Regions from separate parts of the Lactuca sativa genome. Here region 2 is linked to region 1. A link is a contact called in public Hi-C data. All regions are on one chromosome and are shown on one strand. Each heading gives the region's core, a stretch centred on a gene start, on an enhancer-like site or on the middle of the called end of the contact. The rest is flanking DNA. Distances are from core to core; before and after follow the strand shown. Region 1 holds the start of LOC111918224 (4-hydroxy-3-methylbut-2-enyl diphosphate reductase, chloroplastic). Region 2 holds the start of LOC111918221 (mitochondrial import receptor subunit TOM6 homolog).

What was found. Hi-C and Micro-C count contacts between places; a contact is called where the count stands out from the background.
Region 2: a contact with region 1 is called in a Hi-C map of leaf, with 6 times the contacts expected there. The contact joins the promoter of LOC111918221 here to the promoter of LOC111918224 in region 1. A contact is called at or near these places in 3 of 4 Hi-C or Micro-C datasets (bud, leaf and seed).

Annotation. Positions count from the first base shown.
Region 1 is chr9:199,746,317-199,749,277 of Lsat_Salinas_v11, reverse strand. It overlaps LOC111918224 (4-hydroxy-3-methylbut-2-enyl diphosphate reductase, chloroplastic), which reads left to right and starts at 1,304. Exons shown (of 9, transcript XM_023913891.3): 1 at 1,304-1,633; 2 at 1,925-2,121; 3 at 2,372-2,683; 4 at 2,777-2,851. The coding sequence starts at 1,372.
Region 2 is chr9:199,896,956-199,899,655 of Lsat_Salinas_v11, reverse strand. It overlaps LOC111918221 (mitochondrial import receptor subunit TOM6 homolog), which reads left to right and starts at 1,385. Exons shown (of 2, transcript XM_023913888.3): 1 at 1,385-1,691; 2 at 2,174-2,348. The coding sequence starts at 1,494. The coding sequence ends at 1,658.

The DNA.
Region 1 (2,961 bases), core at 55-2,554:
CGGCTAAGTCCATGGACAAACACTAAAGAGAGGTTTTATTGATCGACTATTGAATTACAGTTATATTATCTTATTTTAAGCTAGGTTACACAATTCAAGAGATCTATTATATGAGAAATTGATCTAAAATCTATTAATATGATTAAACCTAGAAACTTTCATGAAAAATTGGCCCATGATCCACAAAAGACCAAGATCGGACCGAAAAAAGTTTAGATCATTTCTAGTCTCAAAAGACCTCAACGTTTCGAGATCGACCTGAGGTTGATCCGTAATCACCATCTAAGAGGAATTTTTACATAAAGGAGGGGTTGTGGAGGTATACCTCCACAACCCCTCTATGTAAAATTTCCTCTGATTACGGATCAACCTCGGGTCGGTCTCGAAACGTTACAGTCTTTTGAAACTGGAAATAGTCCGGTCCTTGTGATATGTAAATAGCACAAATAGACAAACAATTGCCTCTGTCTAACGCTATATACCTTTATGCATTGTTATATCTTTATCGGTTAGAGAATAATAAATTTGATCATAGTTTGCAAATTTTTATGCATTGTTGAAGATTTTCTTTTCGAAAAATCAAATATTCTCCTATCTTTTTTTCCTACTCATTAGATCAAAACAAGTCAAATCAAGAAAAAAGATTAAGAGAAAGAATTAATGATATTCATATGTCATAACCTTGTACGAGTAGAAGAATAAGTAAGAAAAAAATGTAAAAATATATTCAATTGTCTTCCAATTATTAACACCAACTATTTAATAATGATTTAATCAAAGCCTTAAATACTATTGACTTCACACAATAATAACATATTGTATGCAAAATAATAATAATAATAATAATAATAATAATAATAATAATAAATCTAGCATTTTTCGTCTGATATGAAATATCTAATTACTAATTACAACTGTTTAATAACAATATTTAGTTAGTAATCAAAGTTTTAAATAACATTGAATTCGCATATAGTAACATATTTTACACAAATAATTTTCTAACAGACTGAAACTTGAAACAGGGTGTTAATATAACTACAAAAACTACATTACTACATATGCTTAGTTTAAATATTTTTTATTATCATATGTATCAAGTCAATTTCAAATATTTAAAAGCTATTTCTTTTTTCTAAATAAACATATACTTAGGTGGCATAAATGCAACCAGAAGGTATCTAAAGCCACATTCAACCATAAATCCTATACAAAACACGCCAAAAAATAAAAATTAAATAATTAAAAAAAATTGAGATACACGAAAATTATAGAAAATATGGATCACGGATTATAGCCTCGTGGGATCAGTTTCTCACCTTCAAATACACACACTATTTTCACACACACACAATTCCTTCCACTTCTCCAATGGCGTCTCTTCAACTAACTCCTCTGTCCACTTGCACCGATCTCTCTCTTCCTGTCATCAGAGTTTTCCGATGCCGGAAGACTCTTTCCGTCCGGTGCTCTGCTGGAGAACCTTCTTCTTCCTCATCTCCATCGATTTCCGTTGGTTCCGATTTCGACGCCAAGGTTTTCCGGCATAATTTGACCAGAAGCGAGAACTACAACCGGAAAGGATTCGGACACAAGAAGGAGACGCTTGAGCTAATGAGTCAAGAGTATACCAGTAATAATCTTATCCGTTTAGCTTGTTTCAACTAGTTCTTTTTCCTGAATTTGAGATAATTGAGCATTGAGAATTTTTAAATTTGATGCGGCTTCTGATGTTGTTCAAATTTACTTATCTCATGGGCTAATTTGTCTACGACTGGAAAACTGATTGAGATCATTTTCTGGTCTAACGGAGTTTCCAACACCGATGCTTATGTTAAATAATCGTTTCAACACGGTGTAAGCTGTCTTATAGCCTAAAATTCTAATGATTGATATGTATTTTGTTTAAATTGAATTTTTATAGGTGACATAATAAAGACTTTGAAGGAGAATAACTACGAATATACATGGGGAAATGTTACTGTAAAGCTTGCAGAAGCTTATGGCTTTTGCTGGGGTGTTGAGCGTGCTGTCCAAATTGCTTATGAAGCCAGGAAACAATTCCCTGATGAGAAGATTTGGATCACTAACGAAATTATTCACAACCCTACTGTTAATAAGGTACTAGCTTAGTTTATTTGGCTTACAGTTTTCTGGTGATTTTCCTCCAATAATAAACATTTTTAAGGGTCTTTTATTAGTTCTGTTTTCAGTTGATCCCTGAATCGTGCTGTCATTTTAATAGATTTCTGTTGATTCCTAAGTGAAAGTATTCTCTATTATTCCTACTTCCCTCATATGCATGTATCTTGTAAAACTTAAAATTTTTTCAACAGATGATGATTAAAGTTTTGAACTTTTGTAATCGTAGAGGCTAGAAGAGATGGAAGTTAAAGATATCCCAATTGAGGAAGGAGAAAAACAATTTGATGTTGTTGATAAGGGCGATGTTGTTATTCTGCCTGCTTTTGGAGCTGCAGTAGACGAAATGTTGACTTTGAGTAACAAACAAGTACAAATAGTTGACACTACATGCCCTTGGGTGTCTAAGGTGTGGAATACTGTTGAAAAGCACAAGAAGGGGGACTATACTTCAATCATTCATGGTAAGTATACCCATGAAGAGACAGTGGCAACAGCCTCTTTTGCAGGAAAGTATATCATTGTGAAGAACATGGATGAGGTATGCTTAATGTGGTTTTCTTCTTCTCAAGTGCAAAACACTTTTCCACATTGATATTAATTATATTAAATAATAGTTTATTACTTGATCCAGGCAACATATGTGTGTGATTACATTCTTGGTGGTGAACTTAATGGATCTAGCTCAACCAAAGAAGCTTTTCTGGAGGTGATTTGTTTATTATTGCATCTAACTTCAATTTTTTTTTTTTCTGTTTACAGCATTGAACTTTAAAAAATCTACCCAATTATAGCAATGTCTAAAAGTACAATGTCTTA
Region 2 (2,700 bases), core at 136-2,635, 150 kb before region 1:
CTCACCTCTAACTCCTAAGAAGGACTAGAGAAAAGCCTTGAGGCTTTGGGGAGGTTTGGGAGAGAGGTTGAGAGAAGGTGTATGGAAATGAGGTGATTTGCGCCTCTATTTATAGGCTGGAAATCAAGCAACACGACGTGTTACTGAGCCTAACACGTCGTGTTAGGGTGTCATGTGTCACCATCTAATGACAAGGCGTGGGGAGGAAGCTGTGGCTGAGATGGTGCCACGTGTTACTTGCTAGTCACTCAAAAAACTAATTATCTTCTAAAATATGTAACTTTCGCATATGAGCTTTGTTTTGACGTTTTTTATATCCACACGTAGGTAGCGACTTGATCTACAACTTTCGTTTAGACTTCGTCGACTAATTTTGACTTTATTTTTAAAGTTATATTTTAACATGCTTAGACAGTTAAAGTCCGTTAAAAATTCATAACTTTTTCATCCAACTTCCGTTTTCGGCTGTCTTTAAATCGTTGAGCTCCTATTAATGAGATATTAAATTCTAGTTTAGGTTGTGTTGTATAAAAATTGACCAATCTAAAATTCGATTTCCGGGCTGTGTGCTGTTACGCTAAATCTTAGAAAAATCATAATTTCCTAAAACGAAATCAAATTTGGACCTTCTTTTTATTTTTATGTACGTTCTCGGTTTAACGCATATTAAGACTTTCGTTTAGATCTCTAAAGATAAAAAGTAGTTTATAAAAAATTCACTCTTTATGATACGCAACGCTGTGCCGGTTTTGTCGCAAAACTTCGACGGGTCATAACTTTTTCGTTATAAGTCAAATTTCAGCGTTCTTCGTATATATATATATATATATATATATATATATATATATATATATATATATATATATATATTATTTTGGTTAAGATTATTTATTTTAAATAATCTTCTATCAAAAATTCATTTTTAACACTTATTATATTTAAATTGACTAATCCGAATCTACGAGCGTTACACAATTGAGAGGTGACTTGGAGCTCAAGATGTGGATGACTTACAAGTCAATATTTCTAAGAAAACTGTCATCGAAGTCATTATTTACACGAAATGGTGGGTTCTTTGGCATTTTAAAAACACTTTGCTTTTTATCAACAATAACGATAAGCAAGTCTCCATTTTGGTAGCCACTCTTTTATGCTATTTTAATTGAAATCATAAGTCTCATATCAAATTGGCCGATTGGCTCCAAAACATGCATTTTTATACGTAATTTTGTTTTTCTTTCTAGCTCTTGGTTCTAATAAAATTAGGTGTTAAATTCTTTTTTTTTTTTGATAGTATGCTAAACTGGGCCGGTATGGGGCCTATGTCTATGAAACATCACGTGGGCTGAAAAGTTTCAGTTCTTAGATCTGCAAATAAATAGCGTAGGAGTCGACAAAGACGAGAGGGCTAGGGTTTTTGAATTGCTCTTCGGATTCGCTAAAATCTCATCAATCGCAAAAGGAAAACCAACGCTACACATATCGGATCGAAGATGTTTCCCGGTATGTTCATGCGCAAACCAGACAAAGAAGCTGCTCTGAAGCAGCTTCGTGTGCACGTTGCCATGTTCGGGTCGTGGGTTGTCGCCATTCGTGTTGCTCCTTATGTTCTTCATTACTTCTCCGGCAGCAAAGATGAGCTCGTTCTTGATTTCTAGTTCTGTTCTTCCAATGATATCTTGATTTTAGAGGTAATCACTGAACAATTGCCTTAGAAGTTATTTGGTTTTTTGTGTTAATTTTAAATTGATGTCAAGTTGCTCGAATTTGTGATCCATCCGGTGTTATGAAAAGTTAGGGTTAGTGATTTTGGTATATAGAAAATATAATTTATCACTTTTAGATCAGATTAAGTAAACACATGAGAACCAATACATTTGTTATGCCATCAGCCCATCAATTAGAACAATCAATTGCACCATGATCATATTTCGATTAATGTTTGATGCTTTTTCTATTATGTCTTTCTTTCTGTAATAAGTAAAACAAACCAATATATAAGCCTACTTGATTCAGCCACATTCTCGTTGATTCCTTTAAGTAAAAAAGAAACAAGATCTTAGTTATCTATGATGCTTTTGGAATCCTTTGCAGGTGTTTTTTCTTCTAACTATAAGCCCTCATTTCTTGATCTAGAAAAATCTGATAATCTTTTATCTTTATTTTTTTGCAGCTATGTTGGGATATTGCTTTGTGGAAGAAGTGTGGTTTGAAAACAAAATCTCATCTGTTGATTCAATTTCTTGAGCTTATGTTTATGTTTTTGAATCCAGGAAACTAGGAGAATAGATTTTATATAATCCCTTTATGGCACTACATTTATATAAACTTGTCGTTGAAAGATTTAATTGCTTTAAACAAGTATATACTATGATACAAAACACTAGACCTTTAAAATAGTATCATAAATGAACGACCAGCTAATCATTTTTTTGCGTATCATTTTGTGATCAAGTGTCACCAAATCTCAACATCCAGAATCAAATTCTAGAACTGTGAAACACTAAATTTTGATAATATGATAATCAGCTTCTAACCGCAATGCCAAACAACCATTCATCTTGAGAAGCACCACTAATTACATCATCATTGCTTTGAATTTTGTGGCAAAGTCTTTGTTCCATGATTTGATGTTGTTCCCTTGTAAAGTGAAGGGTAAAATGGTTGTTTTTATAGCCCCTTAATTTTTATTCATAGCAG